Regions from separate parts of the Zea mays genome. Here region 2 is linked to region 1. Evidence: chromatin contacts called from public Hi-C data. All regions are on one chromosome and are shown on one strand. Each heading gives the region's core, a stretch centred on a gene start, on an enhancer-like site or on the middle of the called end of the contact. The rest is flanking DNA. Distances are from core to core; before and after follow the strand shown.

Region 1 (5,343 bases), core at 1,237-3,736:
CATCTTTCGGACAAACAGAATGCCCGACGAGTGGCGGCGGAGTACGTTAGTACCAATCTTCAAGAACAAAGGAGATGTTCAAAGTTGTACTAATTACCGTGGAATTAAGGTCATGAGCCATACAATGAAGCTATGGGAGAGTCATTGAACACCGCATGCGGAAGATGACAAGCGTGACCCAAAATCAGTTTGGTTTCATGCCTGGGAGATCAACTATGGAGGCCATTTTCTTACTAAGACAACTTATGGAGAGATTCAGAGAACAAAAGAAAGACCTGCATATGGTCTTCATAGACTTGGAGAAGGCTTATGACAAAGTACCTAGGAGTGTAATGTGGTGGGCCTTGGAAAAACACAAAGTATCAACAAAGTACATTAATCTTAATAAAGATATGTTCACTAATGTTGTGACAAGTGTCCGAACAAGTGATGGAGACACTGATGACTTTCCAATTAACATAGGACTACATCAAGGGTCGGCTTTGAGCCCTTATCTTTTCGCTTTGGTGATATATGAGGTCACAAGAGACATACAAGGAGATATACCATGGTGTATGCTTTTTGCCGATGATGTGGTACTTATTGAGGAGAGTAGGAGTGGTGTTTCGCAAAGTTGGAATTGTGGAGGCAGACGCTGGAAGCAAAAGGTTTTAGGCTTAGTAGGTCTAAACAGAGTATATGAAGTGTGATTTCAGTGCCATGGGTATGAGGATGGCGATGTTAGTCTTGATGGGCAAGTGGTACCCAAGAAAGACACTTTTCGTTACTTAGGATCAATGCTTCAGAAGGAGGGAGACATCGATGAGGATGTCAGTCATAGAATTAAAGCTGGATGGTTGGAGTGGCGGCAAGCTGCGGGTGTCTTATGCGACCCCCGGGTGCCACACAAACTAAAAGGCTAATTGTACAGGACAGCAATCCGGCCGGCTATGTTGTATGGAGCAGAATGTTGGCCCACTAAAAGACGACATGTCCAACAACTAAGTGTGGCAGAGATGCGTATGTTGCGCTGGATATGTGGCCACACAAGGAGAGATCGAGTCCGGAATGATTGATATACGAGAGAGAGTAGGAGTGGCGCCAATTGAGGAGAAGCTTATGCAACATCGTTTGAGATAGTTTGGACATATCCAACGAAGACCTGAAGAGGCACCAGTGCATATCGGAATAATTAGGCGTCCCAAGAATGTGAAGAGAGGTAGAGGTCGACCAACCTTGACGTGTACAGAGGCTGTGAAGAGGGACCTGAAGGAGTGGAATATTGATAAAGAGCTCGTCGTGGATAGGAAGGGGTGGAAGTGTGCAATTCACGTGCCAGAACCCTGATTTGTAGTTTCGCTTTTCCTCTTTAATCGTTTGACCTTCTCTTGTGCCCCTTTAGATCTTGCTGGTTCTTGTGGGTTTTATCTCTTTTTATGTGTTTCCCCGTTTCGTCGTTTTTCGGTTCTCCTTTGCCTTTGTCTCCCTTTTCTTTTCTTTGGGGGTTGAGCTCTGAGGTTTTCATATGAGGTTTCATCTCTAGCCCACCCAACGTGCTTGGGACAAAAAGACTTTGTTGTTGTTGTTGTTGTTGTGGTGGTGTAGTGGTAAATTCATACTGCTTGCTACCAACAGATTTCAGGTTCGAGTCCTATGTGTTGCATCATGTTTTTCTCTCTTTTTTTCTTTCTTGAGCCATAACTCATTATTATTTCCTCCGCCACTGGCCTTAGGCCTTAGGCTTCTTAGGTGTTTGTTGGTGGATCTCTGGGTTGTGTGTGGGGCCGCTGGTGGTGGCCTGTGATTTATGGGCCGCCTTCATGACGTCTTGTATTTGGTCTTCTAAGAGATCTTTTTTTCTCTTAATATTAAGATCTGCATGACACATTATTCCACTTCGTTTTCTCCTGCAGGGCTCCACACCAGTCAACCATTCTTCGGTCAGGTCCAATACCTGCTGCAGTAGCATGTGCTCGATCTCTCTCAATCTCCCCCTCTCTCTCTATCTGCGCCAAAACAAAGATAGACCCCTTGATGGTCAGAGCTGACCATGCCTTTCAGCCTCCTTCAACTTCAACATTCCCCAGTCCCCATTGATTACTCCGAGTTTCCTCCGCCCCAACCATGAAAATGGTGATATATGTGCCTCCCTACTCCCAGCCACTGCCTGGACATCAAATAGGGTGAACAACAGAGCAATCTGTTCCAGCATGAGGTTGATGGTATGGCGTAGAGATCGTCGTTGCTATTGCAGCAAAGAATCACATGTCCTGTCCGTGGATCCTTAACATAAAAGGCAAAAGCGTCAAATTCGATAGAACAACAACTATCACATGTAAATTTCCGAACAGAAAAAAGGTTGCAAACAAGGTGAGGCGCTAGAACATTATTGAGATAGAACAAACCGCGTGATTGATTCGCTTCTCCGGGCATGCAGCTGCACCCGTTCAGATTTAAAGCACACTTTGTTTGGTTCCCTTCCCTACATATACAGGCTGAGCAGATGCAAAAAGCGACCCGGAGCCAGGGCCGTAGGAGATGCCCGCGGGCAGGCCAGGCGCATGTGGCTGGCTGCATGCACTGGCACACAAATTGAGAAGGCTTTTTAGGTTGTTTTTCATTATATCTTCTAATTAAAAGATTTCATCGTCAAACTAATTTCATATTTGTGTCCTTGAGATTTTTGTGAACAAAACTAGACCATTCATACTCTATATATATATAATTGTGTAATCACATATTCATCTGTCCAGCCAACCAAACAGCGTCTGCACCAGTCTGCATGAGTCTGTACAAACAACCAAACAAATATGTCTTGCATGAGCTCAACCAAATGCTGCTCATCCTGGCTCGGCTCAGATAGCCTAGCTAGACTCCTACTGGCAAGCAATCAGACAGAAACAGCGCTGAGCGCACATCAGCCTGGGCCAGCAGCGAAACTCCCTCCCCGCCTTCCCCACGCATGCAGGCGGGAGGTGGAAAAACCACCTGGGTTGCATGCGCATGTACGAGCTCGTTTGGGTTGCATGCGCATGTACGAGCTCGTTTCGTGTCGTACAATCAATCAAACACAGACACGTTTCAAATCAACGCATCTACTCAATCTGGATATAGCCATCGTGGCAACCAATCACGCCCAAAGTGTCGGAGGTAGGATGAATGGAGGAGGTATTTCGACTAACATCAGGTATAGTGTTATTGGCAGTTGATGGGACTTGCTGGGCTGGGCCTATTGGACACTGAGCAGATCGTCAAGTTGTCTCTATAAAAGGGACACCCTTGTATCAGTTGAAATTAAGCAGAAAATAGATCAAAGAAGTCAGAGCCTCCAAGGAAGAGTGAGTCACAGATCTATCTGCTATACCATCTACCAATCAATAGATCACATCATGGGAAGTTTCCCATCAGATGTCTGTCTGGGTACCAGCAAATGCCCTTCAAGTATCCATCAATTAATACGAGGTACTATTAAGCAATAATCATTTCACAAATTGATCTAACGTGGTAGAAGGGTAATAATTAGCAGGTCTAAAAATTAATGCCTTCAATATAGATATTTTTAGGGCTCATTTCCAATCTCAAAAACTCCAAGTGCTGCAATGGAAGTATGCAATCTTCTTTTCACCACAAAAAATGAAATTATTTTACTGCAATTCTGGGGAAATTAGAGCAAAACATAATCATGGGAAAGAAAAGGTATACCATCAGCTTAGGATTAACAAAATAATCACCAGTGCTGGCAGATTTTCTTAACAGTGAACCCTGATAAAACCAATAGTTAACCACGAAGTCATGACTGTAACCTTGTGAATGGTAACCATGATCTAAATGGAAGCAACCTCACCTCTGGTGATTTCCGGGAGAGACTACTAAGTGGACCTTCCTGAACCTGCAAAGTAAAGATTGACTCTTCAAAATTTTATACTCGATTTAAGTAAAGAGTAATGTTAAGTTCAATTGTATATCCACCCACTTCAATTACCTTTGCAAGATCGACATTCTCAGATGTCACTGAGAAGCGACCTTTAATCTCTACTACACTTCGTTTGGACTTATCGCCTGATGAATCTACATAACCTAGAATGAGCAAAAGAAGGTTAATGTCCAAATGGCACAACAAATACAAACAGCAGATATATTGCCAACGGCATAATTTAGTACCAAAGCAGGTGACCACATGGGCACAGAGCTAGGAACTCTAAATCTAATTCCTGCTTATTAATTAAAAAAGAAAAAAAATATGTCCTCATATATAAAGAGAGAACTACACTCTTAACATGGGCCTAGAGTTGCGTCGTATCGCTCTAATGGACTGACAAAACATAATTATAGAAGGAAAAAGTCTAAATTACTCTCCTCACCTATGAACTATGTTCACATAACCCTCTAAAGTATTTTTAGTTTATTTTATTCCTCCACTCCTTTTATTTCAATTTACACCTTACATTTTTTATCTTTTTTACTTTTTTATATACAAACCGAGCTTTCAGTTCAAATTTTGTTGGTTAGTACTCCCTCGGTTCTTTTTTATTTGTCGCGTTTTAGTACAAAAATTAACTAGCGAGCGACAAATATTCGAGAACGGATGTAGTACATAATATCATATATTAGCCTAAAAATGTATATTATAATTTTTATAATTATTTTGATAAATTAGGGATCAGATAATATAATTACTTTAATGATACAAAACTAAATATAAAATAATGACAAAAAACTTTAACCTATTTTTTCTACCATAAGTTATGCTCCTTAATCAGGTCAAAAAAATATGAACTTGAAATTAAACTTGTACATGGAGAAACAAAAAGATAAATCTTATTAGGAGAAGATTTATCTTTTTTGTTTCTTCATATACAAGTTGAATTTTAAATTTATATTTTGAGGTGGTTGAGGAATAAGGACATCATAACTTATGTTAGAAAAATAATTTAAGAATTTTCATCATTATTTCATATTTAATTTTATATCATTAAAGTCATTAACTTATCTAATCTCTAACATATCAAAATAATTATAAAAAATCAAAATAGGCTAAATTACGGTATTAGCTATTAACCATTAAAATCTAAACTGAAAACTCAGTTTGTAGATAAAAAATGAAAAAGACAAATTTTGTTAAGGGGTAAATTGAACTAACGGTTAGAGTACCCGTTTAGGGTTTTGGGGTTATCCCCTTGTAATTACAGTCATACCCTTATGTAATGGGCCAGGTCAACAACCTGAATATTAATACAACTCCCAACCTTGCGTTAGGGTTTCACTATCCAACTTGGTACTAGAGCTAGTTCCTCTCTTCTCCCTCCCAGAGCCATCGGCTTCTCTGTCCACGTCAACCACCCCCTGGCGTTGTAATGCCACCGG
Region 2 (5,343 bases), core at 1,715-4,214, 130 kb after region 1:
ACCATGAGGGTGGAATGGGATGCCCTTAGCTGAATAATTAGAGGAACCGGGGTGTAGTTCGCTTAACCGTCGTGCCGTTAATGGGGCTCGGTGTATGCGGCTCGCTCTGCCAAGGTTGGTTCGCCCCTTGGGGGGGAGTGCGGTGCATTTAGGAAACCTAACGGGCGGCTACAGCCCTGGAGAATCTTTGTAAAGGCTACGTAGTGAGACCCTGCCTATTCACCTTGGTAGTGTTTAAGGGTTTGATCGGCCCGAGGCAAGAGGGAATCACGACTTGTGGGTAAAGTGCGCAACCTCTGCAGAGTGTTATGAAACTGATATATCAGTCATGCTCGCGGTTATGAGCGGCCAAGGGAGCTCCATTGATTAGTGATACTTGATCAGAGATGTTCGGATTACAGGTGGTGATGAGGAGGATGGTTATGATTATGACTATGGTAATGGTAAGTGGTATTCTTTCCATTTGGAAAGGGTACTTTGGGTTAATAACTTGGGTTAACGCTAAAACCTGGCTTTCTACTAGTAATAATAACCTGACCAACTAAAAGCAACCGCTTGACTTAACTCCACATAAAGCTAGTCCACTATAGCCAAACGGGACATTTGCTGGGTACGTTGATGTGTACTCACCCTTGCTTTCACAAAACACCAGGTTGCCTTTGGTGCAATCTATGCTCAAGTAAAGAAGAAGGAGAACGGTGTCGAGGCGGATCTCCGGGAGTTCCAGGACTTCGACGAGTTCGAGGATTAGGCTAGCGACCTCCCCCAGTCAGCTGCCTGTGGTGGGTTGTTTACGTTGGCTACGTTTTGATTCTGTGTACTTTGATTTATATTATGTAAATAGCTCTAGTCTGTAATATTATTACTTACTCTTTATTGTAATTCGAAGCATTGTGCTATGATGAGTCATTTATGTAATCGCTGTGTACGTGAATTACTGATCCTGGCACGTACATGGTTCGCATTCGGTTTATCTTCAAAACCAGGTGTGACAACCCTCCCTTGTCATTCTAAGGAATCATACACTCTTATGAGCCAACAAAAATACCTCCCACTCATCTCTTTGCCTCTTGCTTAATCCAAATTACTACGCTAGTTAGTGCTCAAATCATCACTTGTAGACTCGTTATAATAAATACATAAGTTTTGTGCAAGCAACCAAACCTTTAGGATATATCTTAGGTCAATCACTTGTCCTCGATGGTTTGATCACTACTCTCACTTGTATTTGCATTCATATCTTGTTTTTTGAATTGTAGTTGTTTGCCTTGCTAGTTAGAGTAGCTTAATGGTAGTGGTAGTGGTAGTTGTAGTTGTAACTAGACTTAGTTACCTTGTTTAGTAGCTCTTTAGTGTAGCTCTTGTTAGTAGTAGTTTATTTGGTGTTGTACAGTTAGACTAGAAAACAAAGGTAACAAAATTGTTTTGGAGGCTTGCATTGGATGAATTAGAGCTAGTCCAAATTAGTCACTAGTAGGACCTCGTTTTTAACTATCAACCTTTGTCTAGTGGTGTGAAGTTTATAGATTTTTTTGTAGGCTATTCACCCATCCTCTAGCCATCTAGATCTTTTCATCATGTTAGTGAACCTAGACGCTCAGATCTACAGTGGAGGTTGCAAATAGGTGAAAGTGTTGAGAGGATTAAAGAGGTGTCTAAGACTATGAGTCAAAGGAAACCTGAGGTGTTAGGTGTCCGAGATGAAGGAATGAGGTGCTTCCCCCCTCTTATATAGTTGATGGGTAGTGTTACAAATGGAGAAAGAGAGGAACCTACATAGTGTCTAGTCACGAGTAAGTCTCCCTTAGTTATGCATGACGATATTGAGTCTCCAATATTGTCGTCATCCTAATGTTCTCGTGGAGAATGTCATGGGTACATCTGGCTCATTGTGGCTACTCCAGGTTAGAGTTGGTAAAACAAGGCCTCGGTAGTATATGACAAGGCCTTTCTTGTCTTCATGTTCCATATGTTGTTTAAAATGTAAAAAAATTACGTATATATATATATGTCTTTAAAACAACTTGTGTATTCCCATATAGTATTAGATGCTATAAGTGTATCTAAAAGAAAATAATGGTCAAAGTTGTATCATCATTCAATATTTTTATTAAAGGGAAGAGATCCTTCATACATGAAGTCCTGTGCCAAGTCTAAGTTTCTCTCACTAGGAAGTCATCGAAACTATGATTATAGCCTCCTTTGCCTATACTCCATCTATTATAATTTCTAATTAAGTGTTTACTTCTTGCATTTGAATTTCATCCTAAAATAAGTATATTCTTGGTATGATCTACCTAGTTTTAGTTTTTAGTCTATTTTAAACTATAAACCATTTTATTTTTTAGATATATTATTTTACTATATATCTAGACATATATAACATAACAAATATGTATTAAGAAAATTCAAAACATCTTATAATTTAAAATAAACTAGCTTGTTTTTCTTTCTACCGCACGCTAAAATAATTTAAAAGACAAAACACCTTATAATTTAGAACAAAATAGTTTTTTATACTACATGCTAAAATAATCTGGATAGATGTAACTACATAGTTTTCAAGTAACAGTGATCTCCTTAAAAAATCCTAGAACTACTTAATTAACGACTAGAAGTACACTTAATTAAGGGCAAATAGTACGTGAGACGTGGTCACATTCGGTAGTGTTTGGTTCAGCACCACCAGCGGCAACGGGAACGAAGCATGTAGTGTTTGGTTCAGCGCCACCTGCGGCAACGAGAACGGAGCGAAATGCTGCCAGTGTTTGGTTCAGCGCCACCAGCGTCAACGGGAACAGAGCGAAATGCTGCCAGTAGCTGTTGCAGTGAAAGTAATCACGTGATTTGTTTGGTTCCATTTTGTATTTGCTAAGCTCCGCATGGAATTGGCTACCACTGACATGGGAGAGGCAATGAGATCCTACAGCCCGCTATCCCATCGCGCACGGATTGGTGTAAACAAACGTGAAGCAACGGGAAGAAATAGCGGCGTGAATGAATGATTACGGGCTGAAATAGCCCCAACCAAACAACCCCATTCTTTGCTTGTAGGTTTCGTGCGATGGCTGAGTTTTCTACTCCCTGCATTTTAAATTAAAGACGTTAAGCTTTTCTTGATACATTACTTATACTACGTCTCTAGATATAATAATAATGTGTGTGCGTGTGTGATATATATCAAAAGTCATGTCTAGAAAAGCAAACAAAAACACATTATAATTTGGAATGAGGGAGTATATCATTGTTCTTTCCCTCCTGTTCCTCGGCTCTACATATTGGAGGTGGAGCCCAGCAGGGCCAGAGCCCATCTTGCCTCGATTCATTGTTACAGAGAAATATAATCAAACTTAAAGAATGTCCGATACATATGCTGTGAATGCATAATACAGTAACACGGCCACTTTTACAAAGAAAAAACGGACCTATCGCCAATCACTGGAAAGTACGAGTTACAACCGAATATATGATTGATATACCCTATATCTAGGAAGACTGACATCACAGATGGGAGGCATACTAACAAATCGAAGGGGGCATTTAACTGATAAGGCTGACGCTGAATCACCAAAACTTCGCGCCTCTCCAGTGGCAGTAACAACACCCGGCTAGTTCATCGCTCTTCCCTCCTGCAGCAAGCCATTTAACCAGTAATAATACCGGCAAGCACATCGCTCTTCCCTCTCGCAAAAATAGTGTAGACAAGGCGTATGGCATCTAGCCAGCCGTCAAGAGCCTCCCAACTATGGGCAACCTGTTGTGGGAGAGAAAAAGGAATCGGGTGAATTACGGTACTCCACACCATTTATCTTCACTAGCGGTCGTCAACTTGACTATAGTAGAGAATTGCACATTTGCCGCCCATTAACTCTAGAAGGTTGGACTGTTCAGTCAGTTGATTGAAGAACAAGCGGATTTTAAAGTGTAACCTATGTCTAGATACTGTAGAACAGATGTTACCCACTTGAACACAACAAAATATGATAGAAAAAAGATGAACAAACGAAAGGTAGCATGAGCTATCAGACACATACCAAGAACGTAGGACCATGAATAGTTTCTATACAGAGGCCAGCACCACTTGGTAAAGTTAAATCGGCACATGCTGACACTGAAACAATATCTGCAACGTTTATTCTGACAGGCTTTCTGCCCCTGTCCAAATGCCCAGGGGATTGCGATGGAGGCTGGTCAGAAGCATCAGCCTATAATTCACAGCAACAGTTAAATACGGCCATGACACAAGATACTGGAAACACCAGTAACTTCAAACTAAACAGAGTATCAATGGGGACAAGAATGCAAGAAGAAGAGGATTCACATTGGCAAAATACCTGCTGGAGGCCCTCATGATTCAAAATGAACTGTGATACCTCCCAATCCCCGTGTGGTGCGATGGAATTGTTAGCTGGAGGAGCAGTCAAATACCCCACTTTGAGATATGGCAGAGGCAACTGCATGGTATAAGATACAACAATAACAGAGGAATGTCAGTTATTTTCCTCAAGAATATGGGTTCCAGAAGAGTTCAACATACACATGGATAGCTGAACTGAAAAGCAGCTATCATATCCCAGCTACATGAACTTTTAATCATTGCTAGGTAGCTTTCAACGATAAAGCCTTTGGTCTAATACTATTAGGTAACAATATCAAACAGAATAAACTAACACAGTTCATTAAAAAATGAATTATACCATTGAGCGGACTAGTCGCAAGGCACTACGATAGACCTGCATTTGACAAAAAAAAAAATCACACTGTCAGCCAAGGAAGTTTGCAGGGAAAAAAAAGAGAGCTCCAAGGCATATGGTAGAGAAAGTAACTGGTGCGCATATATAGATACCGAGTAATTTGGCTTCAGAGCATGAGCAGCTGCAACATAGATAGCAGACTGACTGTAAAGCTCATTTGGGGAGACATCTGGCTTCCCAGATCTCATGGTATCCTCAGCTAAACCATACTGAAGCATTATAAAAGAAAATGCACGAGTGTCATTGTCATGGAACTTAAACTGTAAAAGTCATGAAATCTATTAGAAGTTTATACATAATATACTAAAACAAAGTAATTATTTTAGTCTAATCTAAGAAAAGTATATATCATTCGACATGTGAGTTATGAGGCACACCAAGACAGTTCCGAGGTTGTATATTGCCCGATGGAAATCAAATTGCAGCTGAATTGCAGCACGGAACTGCAGTAGAAGTTAGTGTCAGTGGTTCATCAAAGAGATAATTTTTACTAAGCAATACCATAAAAATAATTCATAGGCACAACAATAAAAAAGTGTATCTACCTTACTGATAGCTGTTTTTATGATGGTCTGTTTATCCCGGGCAG

What was found. A called contact is a pair of places that touch in the nucleus more often than the background predicts.
Region 2: a contact with region 1 is called in a Hi-C map of ear, with 2.3 times the contacts expected there. The contact joins two enhancer-like sites. A contact is called at or near these places in 3 of 25 Hi-C or Micro-C datasets (ear and leaf).

What each region holds. Positions count from the first base shown.
Region 1 is chr5:22,402,190-22,407,532 of Zm-B73-REFERENCE-NAM-5.0, forward strand. It overlaps LOC100275018 (putative protein kinase superfamily protein), which reads right to left. Exons shown (of 22, transcript NM_001350147.1): 14 at 3,962-4,056; 15 at 3,824-3,868; 16 at 3,682-3,741. Among protein-coding and RNA genes, the nearest start is that of LOC100275018, 22 kb to the right of the region's middle. Within about 2 kb of position 2,487, at least 12 of the 20 cell types and tissues checked have an H3K27ac peak or open chromatin away from gene starts, as enhancers often do. A contact at or near this core is called in ear, where this site is marked.
Region 2 is chr5:22,533,492-22,538,834 of Zm-B73-REFERENCE-NAM-5.0, forward strand. LOC100274434 reads right to left here. Exons shown (of 14, transcript NM_001148793.1): 8 at 5,300-5,343; 9 at 5,132-5,197; 10 at 4,847-4,963; 11 at 4,698-4,733; 12 at 4,335-4,454; 13 at 4,035-4,205; 14 at 3,281-3,754. The coding sequence ends at 3,644. Among protein-coding and RNA genes, the nearest start is that of LOC100274434, 7.6 kb to the right of the region's middle. Within about 2 kb of position 2,965, at least 10 of the 20 cell types and tissues checked have an H3K27ac peak or open chromatin away from gene starts, as enhancers often do. A contact at or near this core is called in ear, where this site is marked.